4 separate regions of the Mus musculus genome follow, and regions 1, 2 and 3 are each linked to region 4. The links are chromatin contacts, called in public Hi-C and promoter capture Hi-C maps. All regions are on one chromosome and are shown on one strand. Each heading gives the region's core, a stretch centred on a gene start, on an enhancer-like site or on the middle of the called end of the contact. The rest is flanking DNA. Distances are from core to core; before and after follow the strand shown. Region 1 holds the start of Vapb (vesicle-associated membrane protein, associated protein B and C). Region 2 holds the start of Rab22a (RAB22A, member RAS oncogene family). Region 3 holds the start of Ankrd60 (ankyrin repeat domain 60). Region 4 holds the start of Rtf2 (replication termination factor 2).

Region 1 (3,282 bases), core at 348-2,847, 1.3 Mb before region 4:
CAAAATAAATAAAGACACCAGCCAAAGAGTTTATGCACATGAGCACCCCACCACAGAGATGGACGCCTTGCACTCGTGACAGGGTGCAAACACACAAAATACACAGAGCTACAGTTATAACCAGGCGGCGATTCACTGCTGTGCAGTCAGGCACGGGATCACGCACCACTGTAACCTGAAAAAGACTCAGCATTCGAAATTCCAAATAGTCACTACCAAACGGACACCACTTCCTTGTCGCTAACAAGTGGGATCCCGATAAGTGGGGGAACCTCTGGTGACGAGGGTCCACATTTAAGTCGATGCTTCTATTGAAATTTTTTTGTGTATGTGTCTGTGTGTTTGTTCACAAGTGTGCCAGGCTGCACCTGTTGGGGTCAGCGGACAATGTGCACAAGTCGGTTCTCTCCTTTGACCATGTGGGACTCAGGGATTGAACTAAAGTCCTCAGCCTTGACAGCAAGCTCTTTATCCGGTGAACCATCTCCACAGCCCTGTGTTAGGCTGCCTAAGGTTTTTGTTTTCAGGTTGACTGGACGGCCTCTGCTTCCTTGTAAGAGTCACACTGCACACTCTGAACCTGGAAGGCAAGGTGAACAGCCACAGATCTGAAGCATTTCCCAAGAGTCTGTGGGTACAGTGGCTAAGTATCTGAACGTCTGAAATCAGAACTCAAATGCGACAACTAGATAAGAGCTGTGATCCTACGTTACTTCCCAGCGGTGGAGAAACGGGTGACTCTCGGCCACCCAAAATCGTGTGTGCCAGCTGTGGGCTACACGTGGGCAATACACAGAGGATCATATCAGCCAACCTCAAGTACACCTTCATAGAGTCCAGTTTCTTCCTCTTCCTCCTAGTGCTTACCACTGTATTCTGCCATCTTGCTTACTGGTTGTTGAACTTTATAGGCCTCCTGTGCCCAATCTCATGACTCAAACATGCAACGAAGCAAGGAACAGGCTGGGCATGGACCCTGTTGCCTCGTGGCCCTTAAAATTAGTGAATGGAAACATTCATGTGTACATACACACACACTTGTGTGTGTGTATGTACATATATGTACGCACATGTATGTATACACACTATCTATAACATGCGTATACCATGCATATATATTTGTCTACGTGCACCTTTTTAATCACCTGGGCATGCACCTTTACACACAGATGTATACAGAAAGTGTACTACACAGAAAGTGTGCACGGGCTTCGTGGGCTGTAACCCCGGCAGCTCGCTGCCTCGGGGGAGCTGATGGAAGGGTACTCAGGCAAACCGTTTCCATGCACTGACTCCACATGCATGCATTAGACGCCTGGTGCATGCGGGCCTCAAGCGGACAGTGTCCTGCCCTCAGGGCGCGTCCCTTCCGGCACCGGCCGCTGAGTGACAGCTCCCGGGCCGGCCGGCCGCTTACCTCGGAACTTGAGCTCGTGTTGTGGCTCGAGGCTCAGGACCTGTTCCACCTTCGCCATGGTCCTCCCCGTCGGGGGCGACGGCGCGGGCGGGGGGCGGCGGCCTGGGTGGCGGGGCGCAGGGGCGGAGGGCGAGGCCGCGGTGCCGGGCGAGCTCACGGCACGCACGACGTACCCACGCACGCCCCGACGCACGCACGTACGCACGTACGTAGCAGATGCCGGGCTCCGGCAGTGGCCAGCGGCTCCAGCGACAAAAGGGAGACTGCGCATGCGCAGGGTGTTCAGGGCCACTGCGCAGGCACAGACCGGGCGGTAGAGGGCGGAGCTTCCGAGACAGGGGGCGTGGCCTCTCGAGGCTTGGGAGGAGGGGCGGTCTCCAGTGAGACTGTTCAGTAAGCGCCTGCGGGGAGAACTGTTGTTAAGTGCTTTACTTAATAATAATAATTAACAAGAATAAACTTCCACTTTCTTCCCGCACGTGTGGTGCCAGGCTCTACTGAGCCTGAATATAATAAAGTACTTATTATTCTTACAAACACAATGTTTACGGGTTAGTGATATGTGCCAGGCCTTGTGACAGTTCATAAATAACAATTATAAATATAATAAACTGGCAATTATTGTTTGCTTATTTCGTGCCACTCCGCTGAATGCTTTCAGTAACTGTCATAAATAAAAGCTATTCTGCATTCAGTGTTTACCAAACCGCAAAGCGCTGCACTGAACCATTTGCTGATAGCATTACTTGTTTATGCAAGAAATATTTAGAAATACAATAACCAGAAAACGACCTGCTTCACACCGTGCTAGGACCTCACTGAGAGAATAAATTAGTTACACACATAAATCACATGACTAAAAGTAACTGAGAGCCTAGCTCTGTCTGATACCCAAAATAAGCCCTGTATGTTCCCATTGGCACGTGACTAGTATTTCATTGTGTAACGTATACTATGTAAAATAGACCTTCATAGCCTCCTCATCAAACATTCGTGTGAAGAGTACACATGACTCTATATGGCAGGAATATCCATGTTGTTCATGTACTTCCCATGTTCTATACACCTGAAGTTATTTTCATAATAAAAGTTTCCAAGGGGTAGTCTTTGTCTTTTAGCTTGTGCATCTAATCCATTTATACTTATTGTATTTGTTGGTGTACCTGGGTTTATTTCTGCTGCTTTACGTTGGTTTTCCCATTAGATGTACTGTTTCTTTTGGCCTCTCATTTCTTGCTCTTCAGGATTGTTTTCCTCTCCATCTGTTCTTTCCTTGTGTTCTGCTACTACTGCTTCATGTGTACTGAATCTATGAAAGTCTAGCTTTTATGACATTTTGTTCTGCTTTCTTGAGATTTTAGGGCTTCAGTTCATCATAGTCACCCACTGCTCCATTATACGCCTTGTGCTTTTAAAGGAAACTCAGGTTTCCCTCAGTCTAGTTTTGTTTTGTTTTGTTTTGTTTTTGGTTTTGGTTTTTTGGTTTTTTGAGACAGGGTTTCTCTGTGTAGCCCTGACTGTCCTGGAACTCACTCTGTAGACCAGGCTGGCTTCGAACTCAGAAATCTGCCTGCCTCTGCCTCCCGAGTGCTGGGATTAAAGGCGTGCGCCCACTCTGCTCTGTGTTTTGCCACACTGTCTCTGCGTTTGTTGTACTTTGAACTCTTTGGGCTTTCTAAATTTGCTGATTGAGAATCTTTCATCAAGCTCAAAGCTTTTCAGTCAATATTTTTCTTACTTTTATTCTTTCCGTTGTTGCTTGTTTGCTTTGTTTTTGAGACAGGATCTCTTATATTCCAATCTGACCTTGAGGTCACTCTGTAGCCGAGGATAGCCTTCATTCTCCTGCCTCCACCTCTCCAATG
Region 2 (3,460 bases), core at 858-3,357, 1.2 Mb before region 4:
CCTAATCAACCAAACAACCCCAAACCAGACCATTTTTAAGTTAATTCATTAATTTAAAGCTGTCACCAGTTCAAAAGGGTTTGAATTCAATTCTACTTCTTTTCAAGGACCAAAACTGGGTATGCCCCCCCAAAGACCTGCATCGGAACGTGTTTTCATCTGCTCTCTTTCAAGGTGTAACTGGGTCTGTAAACTCCTATGTCAACTGATTCTTTTTCATTGTTGAAGTTCTTATTCCCAAAGTCTGAAGATATTCTCCTAGGATACAGTAAACCTCACTGTATTCTCTCAAATCATTTTGGGAATGTCAAGACCCAGCAATTCAAAATTTCATCAAGTTCAGGACAACAGGAGTTACACCCGGTCACACGTTCCTGCTTGCGATGACTTTCCACGAACTCTGGGATAGACGTATACAGTAAATAAACTTGTTCTCTTACCCTATGGTTGGATTGATATTCGGATCAAAACTGTCTTCCACAAACCGCCACACGATGCTCGATTTACCCACACCCGTATCCTGAAAGAGAGTAAGATGGGGCACTGAGGAAAAACTAACCTATTTGTAGACACCCAAGACTACTTTGTAGCCTAAAGTGGAGGACTGCAGAAAAAGCATTTCCATCTGCAGATGGAGAGACACAACAGGCTTCTGTAATAAGTCAGTGAAGTAACTATATTACGGGGCCAGAGCGCATGCTTTTCATTCCAGTACCTGGGAGACAGAAGCAGGCAGATTTCTTAGCCTAAGAACTGAGCACAGTGCCAGTCATGGCCAACTAGTGAGAAACCATCTTGAAAGTACTGGGGAAGGATTCTGCAGTTCTTAAGTGACACTAGGACCTCCGGAAAGACCTACGACGGCCTAGTGCTACAGGACTGCGATCTTAGCAAATCTGGGAGGCAGAGGCAGGAGGGTTCCAAGTTCAAGGCCTGCTGAGGCTGAGATTTCAAGGCTATCCTGGGCAACTTCTGGAGATCCTGCTAAAAAAATAGAAGCAAGCAAACTGGGGACACACAACTCAGTGGCGGGACTTGCCTAGGATGTACAAGGTTTAGGTTTAGTCTCTAAGACTGAACTCCTGCTCCCTCCCAAAGTAAAAAGGCCTCTTCAATGCCTGTCCTGTGTGAAAGGTGACTGGACTCACTGGCCTTTTAACATATACCAGTAAAACTATGCGCTCCCAAGTTGCGGAGTAATCGGGATGAACCCTAGCCCCACCCTGCTAAGGGGCAAAAACCATGTAGTTATTGGAATTTTTTTTTTTTCAGTCATTAAAACAGAAACTCAGGAAGGAGATCATTAGAAGGCTCTGAAAAGGCCAAACTACTGTGAGAGGACCGGAAGCTGAACCTTCAAAGTCCTGGTAACTCCTCCCTGTTCTAGTGAAGAGTGAACTTTAATGGAAAGTAACTCTTGCAGAAGTGTCAAAGACGTCCCAAAAGTTCAAAACCATCCCACATTGCTGAAAGGAGGCCAAGTGTGCGCATAAAACCCAAAGCCCTGCTGGGGAGGGTTAACTTTCAGAAACTTGTCTAACTTTAAAGGTGTCCCTCGCAAAGTTGGAAGGAAACTACCTGTGGGCTACTTCACTGTGGGATGGAAAGAGGGCGTCGCTCCGGGGCGCCGGGGGCCACCCTGACACCTGGGGGCCTTGGGTGGGGCACAGCCTGCTGGTCCCGCCGCCCTAAGGGGTCTGTGGGGGGCTGCGTCCCGCGCTGAGCGTAAAGGGGTGCAAGGGGCCCTGGAGTGCCGGGGCCCGCCCGCCCGGCCTCCGCGACCCTCCGGACCCCGCCCGCTGCAACTTACCCCGAGCAGGCACACTTTAAGTTCCCTCAGCGCCATGGCCCGGGAACCAGGGGTGCGGGCCCGCCGCCGCCCTAAGTTGAGGAGGGAGAGGCCCGGCCCAGCACCAGCATCCCCCGGCGCCGCCGCCTCACCGCCAAGTCCCGGCCGAGCACTCCGGGCGGCCGTGCGTCCGCCGCCGCCCTCCGGTCCGGCCGACCCCGTCACTTGTCCGGCGGAGTCACCTCAACAGCCGGGACACCGCCTTGGCCTCCCGGGCGCTACCGCCGCCGCCATCTTGGGACGCCAGCTGGGTCACCTGACCTCCCCGCCCACTTCGGCAGCCACCTTCTCCGCGAGGGCGGGGCGGCCGGCTCGCAGCTCACAGGCGGGTGGGCGGAGCACCAATGGGCGGAGCCTCAGCGTCGCCCCACCCTCCAGCTCCGCCTCAGCCCCATCTTCTCTAAGGAGTGGGCGGGGCGGGATGGGGCGTAATCTTGAAGCTACCACGCCTCTAGCTCCACCTTCCACCCGTCCCAAGATGGCGGCGGGTGAGTGAGGCCAGGCTGGTGGGCGGAGCGCGAGGGATGGGCGTGGCCTCTGGGCTCGCCCCCGCCTCCAGCCCCGCCCTCTGGCACATCCTAAGATGGCGGGTGAGTGGGGTCTAGGCTCAGGGGTCTCCGACGGCTCCCCTTCCCCTCCCCGAGAGCCCCCCTCACCCCACCTCCGCACGAGCCCGGGACTCGCCGCCCGCGCAGCCCCGTGTAGCTCCTTGTGTGTCTTTTGATTTTTTTTCAGAGATCCCTCTGTACTTTGTGGACTTGCAGGATGACTTAGAGGACTGTAAGTAACAGTTGGGGCGCCCCGCCCCTCCTTGGGTCCCTCCCAGAGGACTGTGGGGTGCACTTAGACGGGACAGGAGCCTCAGGTCGAGCCTATCTCGAGCCCGCTTCTTCTCAGGTGCCCTTCCCTCCTGGGCTAGGACTTGGGTCTGTTGGAAACTTTGTCTTCCTGTCACTTTCTCCTCTGGCTGCGCTAGGAGCTGTGAGAGGGAAAGCCAATCCCAACCTGGGAGGAACCTCCTTGGGTTCCTAGTTAGGGCTTGGGAGTGACGCCCTACTTGTGGGCCTGGCCAGCTCCATGTCTTCATGGAGCCCACTGCTTTCCATGTTTTGAGTGGGTCTCTTCCACTTGACCCTTCTCAGCCTCCACTTCTTCTCTGGAATTATTTTAAGAGACAGTAGCTGAGAGAGATGCCACCTTCGAAGTGCAAGTTCCAATTTGTGGCTAATGGACAAACGAAGCTTTGGCTTGTCTATCCAATATAGTTTTTCAGCGCCTACCTCTACTTGCTCGGGCCATTTGTTGGGCTTATGAATTTACAAAGATGAACTAGATCTCCCTCACAAGCCAGAGGGGAGCAGGAAAAAAAAAAAAAAAAAACCCAGGGAGGCTTGCTGGTGGTTGAGGTCAAATCACCTCAGATGACACAAATCACCACAGTCAACTGGGGCTTCCTGAGTCCCAGCCCTAGGAGTTACTTCTGTCCCCTTCCCTTCCCTACCTGAAACTCCCTGACAGGAGTTGATGTTGACTGAGAATGTTTGGTAGACCATTGCAGTGTTGAGCACATTTGATCCCTGAGTGTGTGTGTGTGTGAGTGTGTGTGTGTCA
Region 3 (3,362 bases), core at 52-2,551, 1.1 Mb before region 4:
AAGTCTGTTGGTCTAAAAGGAGGGAAAATTATTCTCAGCTAGAATCTTGGATCCTTTATAGAGCATAATTTTCTAGAAAGAAGAGCAAAAACACCAGGCAGTCATGACACACGCCTTTAATCAGAGCACTCGGGAAGCAGAGGCAGGCAGATCTCTGATTTTGAGGTCAACCTGGTCTACAGAGTGAGTTCCAGGGCACTCAGGGCTACACAGAGAAACCCTGTCTCAAAAAACAAAACAAAACAAAACAAAACAAAACAAAACAAAAAAATCCCACAAACAAAAGACAAATAATAAAGATAAAAATAACTATTTAGTGTTCTGAGGTAGAATCTAGGTACTGAAATGAAATTGTTCACTTATGACAAGACCAGCCTCCTATCAAGACTGTGGCTACAAGACAGCTGCTGGGGGGGGGGGGGGGAGTTCTGTTCCTGGGTGGAGCCTTGGGATCAATACTCAGTACTGCAGAAAAAGAAAAAAGAAAAAAAAAAAAAAGAAAGACTGTAAGACCCCAGCCTGTTCACTGTACACATTATAATTATCCATCATTTAGAATGAGCCTCTCTGATATAAAAGGATTAAACCACCGTCCCTTTATGTCACCTTGAACTGCATGTGCCTCTGCCCCCAAGTGAGTGGGTGGCCTGGACCACCATGCCTTAGACCAAATTTGTGTAACTGCTATACAAACTATTTTTCAAGCTTCTATTTTGTTCGTGGTAACAACAGAGTTTTTGAAGGGCGTTCTGGCTCCCTGCCCGTTCCATGGTGCTTCCTCTAGCCCCTAAAGGCCTTGCTTTGGGTCTGGTGGTATTTGAGGGCCTACACCCTCCCAACCCTGCGGTTTGAGCTTCCCCTGAAAAGGTTTAAGCCTAGCCTTCCCATCAGATGTGTTCCATACTTTTCTCCCTCCGAGGATGTCACAACGTCAGGGCACACGGGTTTGATGCCATTTCCACCCAAGCCTCTGCCTGTTCCAGCGTGGCCCAGGTTAGCTTGGATTGCTATGTTCCTAAAAGCACACGGCAGCAAGCCTGTCGACCACCTTAGAAACTGTGGACCCAGCGTTTCTCCCTAACCATGCAGACTGCCCTGAACAGACAAGAGGTTCCCCACAGGGCTAGCAGGCTGGCGAGGACCGCGGAGGAGGCTGGGGGGGGGGGGGGGGAGCAGTCTCCGGAAGCGCGGGCGCCCCTCTCCTGTCCCGGGGGCCCCAGGCGGGGGCGGCGATGACGCGCGGGATGACGCGGGCCATGCGGAGGGCGGCAGACGTGGCGGGGGCGGGCGCGCGTCCGCCGAAACGGCAGGGGGACGACCCCAAGGCGGGCGCGCGCCACACTCAGCCCTCCAGCAGGGCCCGCGCACAGGTTAGGGGGCACACAGGGGACCCGCTTGCCTCCACCGTGTCGCCAGACTTGACTCCTGACGTCTATGTCCTGCGGGTGAAGCTGGAGGAGACTGGGGAGCTGTTCCGCGTGGCCAACTGCCGCAACGACATGACAGTGCGGGAGCTCAAAGAAGAGCTGGACCTGATGGTCGGCATCCCCTTCAACCTGCAGCGGCTGCATTTCCTGGACCGAGGTGGCCCCTGCCCGACCCCTTCCCGCACCCCATGAGCTCCTCCCACTCAATGGCCCCCCCCCCCGGCCCACTCCTGCCCTGGGTCCCCATGACACTCGTAACTGCCAGAGAATCCAAGGTGACCAAGTCAAACCCAACCACTCGAGCCCCATCTAGAACGGCCCCTTGGAGCGCTGGCCACTCAAGGGCTCCTAACTCCAAGCACATGGGTGGGTGTCTTATTAACCCCAAATATATAGGTGAACCTCATTCACAAGCATTGTGTCTGTCGCAGGCTGTGGTCTGCCAACCTTGAGCAAGTCCAGGCTGCTCAGAACCTCAACTCTCAAAACCACAAGACCTTCTGGGCAGCCTCTTGTCTTCCTTAGGGAGCCCAGGCCCCCAAGACAACCATGTCTACCTAAGACTTCACTCTTGAAACAAAACTAGGTCTTAGTAGACCCTACCACTACCAAATCGAGGACAGGCCTTTCCCCCCATGAGAACCTGGATCCAAACCAAACCCTAAGTGGTGGATACCAAATTCTCTAGTTAGCCTGTCTATGCGAGCATTTCAGAAGCTGGGACAAACCTTGTTGGCCTCAGGTCCCCAAAGGCAGAGGACATCTGCCTAAGATTGAACCCCAAATCTCCAAGCTGAAAATAACTAGCTCAGAGCCCCAACCCTAAAACTCAAACCAACCGTGTCCATACATGTCTGCACAAACACAGAAGAAGCCATCTGGACCTGGGACCCTCAAGACCCAGGACAAAGTCGACCAAGACTGAACTTGGTTTCTAGGCTAATGACCACTGCCTCGGGAACCCATGTCCTCCATCCCCACTGGCTATCCAGAGATACTAAACAAAATCCTACCCACCTTAGGAAACCCCAAATCCAGGCCAAGCATGACCAGATCTATTTTAGGTGACCCCAAGATTCCATCAACTGTGTCTACATAGAGATGCTAGAACTCAGATCAAACTTTCCCCTCCTGGAACCCCAAACCCAGAATAAAGCTGAGTGCCCAGATCTCATTCCCACACCAACCGCTACCAACACCGCCCCCCAACTCATACCAACTGTATATTCTCTCAAGGGTGTTAAAATTCAAAACAAAACCTGCCAATCCTACAACCCCAAGCCCAGAACACAGCTACTCAAGGTTAAACCCCCAAATCTCTCAGGCTAACCACTACTGCAGCTCCCCAAATGCCTGCTCACTTAACTCTGCATACAGAGATACTAAAACTCAAAATGAACCTTGCTTATCCTGGAACCCCAAGCCCAGAACAAACATGAACCCAGGTTTGAACCTCAAGTATCTAGGCTAGCCATCAGTCTCTTAGGAACCCAAGTACCCCACCCACTCACTCATAAGGATATCAAAAGTAAAACAAATACTTCCCACTTGGTACCCCCAAATCCAGGATATACCTACCCAAGACTGAACCCCAAAATCTTCAGACTAGCTCTCACTACTTCAGAACCCCAAATCCTATAGCAGCTGCATTTACACGAGGACACTGAAACTTCAATCCTTTACCTACCTTAGGACCCACCCCAAACCAAAACAAGCCTGACCAAATCTGAGCCCCAAGTCCCCCAGGCTAAAAACATATGACCATCAGGACTGGCTATCCTCCATGGCTGTTTCCACACAAGGATACCGAAGCTGAGACAAACTGCCCACCTCAGGGTCCCACAGTCGGTCCACACACTGCTATGTCTGACCCTCATATCCTCTAGCTGCCCCTGGCCACACCAGCACCCTGAATCCCAGAGCAGACTCCACCCA
Region 4 (3,366 bases), core at 192-2,691:
TGCTTCAAGTGGCCCCTCCCCCCCAAGTCATGATGTCACTATGAGTGAGGAATGTTCAGGACGCTGGGGCAAGGTCTATGGTATCTAGAACAGAGTGAAAGAGCTAAAGAGGGGCAGAAGAGAGGGCAAAAAGACAAGCAGAGGTTTGTTCACACAGGACCCAATGGAGTTTATTAGGGATGTGTCAGGAAGTTATGCAGTGTCTTAAGTACAACACTGGATGGGATTCACCTCCCATCCCAAAGTTCTCTGAATGTTGGATCAGGAAACATGATCCTCCCCGTGCTGGGAACTGTATCGGGGGCATTCTCTCCCCGTGCTGGGAACTGTATCGGGGGCATTCTGTGCCTTCTATTATTAAACAGTCATCATCAACACTAGCTTTGAAATGCACATAAATGGATGGGGACAGTGGTTCATGACTCTAGGCCACGTCAGTGGTGTTAACTAACTTTGCGGCATTCAATTTCCCATCCATTAAGTACACACTTTGCTCAATGTCTTGTAAGATTTACAGAATGCCCACGCATTTATTCAAAAATATTCACTGTGGCAGAAACTGTGCTAGTTCTGGAAGAAAAACAGTGCACAGAGTTCACCAGGAGGAGCTTGCAGTCACGTGACCATCAGCTGGGCTCAACCACCAATTCAGAGTGCTAAGAGCTGATAATTAGTTTAAGAAGGGTGTGACTTCACAAAGGGGAATGGTTTGGGGAGACTTTAATACACAAAGCTCAGGCTGGAGAGATGGCTCCGTGGTTAAGCCTGTGTACTGCTCTTCCAAAGGATCCGCGTTTGGTTCTAACAGCCAAGATTAATGGCTCACAAAAACCTGTAGCTCTAGCTCCCGGGCGTCCGATGCTTTCTTCTGGCCTCCTTGGATACCACACTCACACACAAAACATTTTTAAAAAAAGTATTATTCAAATACCAAGGCCTGTTGGCCAACACCTTTAATCCCAGTGCTCAGCAGGCAGAGGTGGGAGTCCCAGCCAGCCAGGGCCACACTGTGAGAGCCTTTCACAAAAACACACAAAGTCCATAAATAGCATCTATCACCGTGATCGTCGCTAGCTACAGATACGTTCCAGTCCTGGCTGGGCCACTAACTAGCTCTCCAGTCTCCGTCCCGTTCAACGTTAATGTTTCAAATCAACACAGCGTCTGTGGGGAGGATCCCAGTCTAACCGTACTGTTCAGTGCCTGCAAACAGTAAACCCTCCACAAGCGCTGTGACCACCGTTCATCCCGAGCCCCGCAGCCCGCAGTCCCCACTGACCTTCTCGACCTTCTTCGGCCCCTTCACCAGCTCGTGCCTCTTGGGGATGGTGCCTCCGTCGCAACCCATCCCAAAGCCGAAATCAGAAACCGTAGCAAAAACCAGAAGCCTTAGCAAAGACGAGAAGCCGTCGCTTCCGGGGTCTCTGGCGAAACCCTACCTACTTCCGGCGCTCCTTGATGACGCACACAACCAGCGCGCCGCGAAAGGGGCGGGGTCGCCGCGCGAGGCCTTGGTCCACACCAATTGTCTTGAAAATCTTGTCCGGGAGTTGGGCGTGGTTTCAGGGCGACGTGCTGGAGCATCCTTGGAGTGCGTCCACTTCCGGTCGTGGGCGGTCCCTGTTTTTTCCTCTGTGGTTCCGTAAGCTTGGGCCTGAGGGAGGACGGGAGAACATTTGTCGGGGTTGTCCCGAGGTCTGCGTCTCTGGCATTTTTGCAGACCAGTAGTGCTGTAAGTCTAAGGAGGAGATGGCCGGAATCTGTCTTCTCAGCTACCTCTCATGTATTTTAAATCCAGACTTAGAAAAGAAAAGACGTTGTGGGTGCTAGAGGGATGGCTCAGTGGTTAAGATCACTGACTGCTCTTCAGAAGTTCTGAGTTCCATTCCCAGCAACCACATGGTGGCTCACAACCATCTATAATGATATCTGATGCCCTCTTCTGGTGTGTTTGAAGACAGCTACAGTGTACTCAAATACATAAAATTAAAAAAAAAAAAAAAAAAAAGACGTGGTGGGTGGGCCTGCTTGTGCGCTACCTAACTGCAGATGCCTGTCGAGGCCTGAAGAGGGTGTTCTATCTTCCTGGGACTGGAGTTGATATGGTTGTGAGCTGCTGGGGTTCTGGGAATCCATCCTGTGCTTACTCAAAGAACAGCAAGCATTCTTAGCCACTGAGCGCCTCTCCACCCTGTATCCAGATGTATTTTGGGCAGAAGCTAGGGCTACAGTGTCTCCAACAAGCTTAGAGTAGCCACTCATCCCATTGTACCAGCTACAGAGATTAGTGCAGACAGAGAAAGGGGAGGGTGATCATATTGGGAAGAGAACAAATAAGGGGTTCAGTGACCCCCTAGTCTGCCTTTGGGGTACTAACATGAGCTGTAGGCCCAGAGGAACAACAGGGGCAAATGGTATGCATAAGTGAGCAGTCCTGGGATAAGTATGGCCTCCTTCATTTCTGTGTCTACACCAGTCCTGCAAGGTGGCCATTCTGAAGCCCACACTGCTTAAAGTGACCAGATAGTCTCAGATGACCATCTTTTCTGCCTTTTCACCCTCACTTAGGGGAGTGCTGTGTCCTCTGGGACTCCAATGCTCCTGGGATCCTAGGTGGTTGCAGGCCTAAGAAGTGACTTACTGTGCCTTCAGCTTTATGACACTAAACACCCTCAACTTGTCGATGGCTCTTTCAAGGGAGAGAGTCACACGTAGGTGTCTTAACAGTAGTTCTGCATCTGATTTTGTGGCTTCTGAAATTTCATAGCTCAAAGGATGCAACTTGCCACAAAATGCAGAGATCAATCAAAGGTTAAAGCCAGGTGGTGGTGGCGCACGCCTTTAATCCCAGCACTTGGGAGGCAGAGACAGGCGGATTTCTGAGTCTGAGGCCAGCCTGGTCTACAGAGTGAGTTCCAGGACAGCCAGGGCTATACAGAGAAACCCTGTCTCAAAACAAACAAACAAAAATTAAGTACAAAATTAGGAACTGGCTCTCTTAGTTTCCTGCCATGGTTGTGTTGCCCCGGTTTAGGGGTGAGAGGAGTGTGCAGGTTCAGAGAACCCCAAAGGCTCACAGGTATTCTGTCCTTAGGGAAACATAGTCTGGCAGTGGTGGTGGTTTGCGGAAAGGTGGAAGTGCCTGTGTAGCCAAGGGTGATCTTGAACTTCTGATCCTCCTGCCTCAGTCTCTTCAATGCTGGGATCACAGTTGTGCACCACCACACCCAGTTATGCCCCCCAAGGCTTTGTGTGTAATAGGCGGACACAATATCCAGTGAGGCAGAGCCTCAGCTCTTACATTATTTTAACAGCCCTGGTGTTTTTGTTTGAGACACGCTCTTACTATGTAGCCATGTCTGGCCT

What was found. Promoter capture Hi-C pulls out the DNA fragments that hold promoters and counts their contacts. A called contact is a pair of places that touch in the nucleus more often than the background predicts.
Region 1: a promoter capture Hi-C map of pre-B cells shows a contact between it and region 4, with 6 times the contacts expected there. The contact joins the promoter of Vapb here to the promoter of Rtf2 in region 4. A contact is called at or near these places in 1 of 39 promoter capture datasets (pre-B cells) and 1 of 484 Hi-C or Micro-C datasets (CD4 T cells).
Region 2: a Hi-C map of B cells shows a contact between it and region 4, with 11 read pairs. The contact joins the promoter of Rab22a here to the promoter of Rtf2 in region 4. A contact is called at or near these places in 4 of 39 promoter capture datasets (the 3T3-L1 cell line, the C10 cell line, erythroid cells and 1 more) and 4 of 484 Hi-C or Micro-C datasets (B cells, CD4 T cells and CD8 T cells).
Region 3: a promoter capture Hi-C map of pre-B cells shows a contact between it and region 4. The contact joins the promoter of Ankrd60 here to the promoter of Rtf2 in region 4. A contact is called at or near these places in 2 of 39 promoter capture datasets (the 3T3-L1 cell line and pre-B cells) and 1 of 9 other capture datasets (embryonic stem cells).

Annotation. Positions count from the first base shown.
Region 1 is chr2:173,735,886-173,739,167 of GRCm38.p6, reverse strand. It overlaps Vapb (vesicle-associated membrane protein, associated protein B and C), which reads right to left and starts at 1,597. Exons shown (of 6, transcript NM_019806.5): 1 at 1,418-1,597. The coding sequence starts at 1,475.
Region 2 is chr2:173,658,492-173,661,951 of GRCm38.p6, reverse strand. It overlaps Rab22a (RAB22A, member RAS oncogene family), which reads right to left and starts at 2,107. Exons shown (of 7, transcript NM_024436.3): 1 at 1,811-2,107; 2 at 441-520. The coding sequence starts at 1,846. It also overlaps the pseudogene Ppp4r1l-ps.
Region 3 is chr2:173,576,212-173,579,573 of GRCm38.p6, reverse strand. It overlaps Ankrd60 (ankyrin repeat domain 60), which reads left to right and starts at 1,301. Exons shown (of 4, transcript NM_027303.2): 1 at 1,301-1,584. The coding sequence starts at 1,500. It also overlaps the pseudogene Ppp4r1l-ps.
Region 4 is chr2:172,438,653-172,442,018 of GRCm38.p6, reverse strand. It overlaps Rtf2 (replication termination factor 2), which reads right to left and starts at 1,441. Exons shown (of 9, transcript NM_025542.2): 1 at 1,280-1,441. The coding sequence starts at 1,348.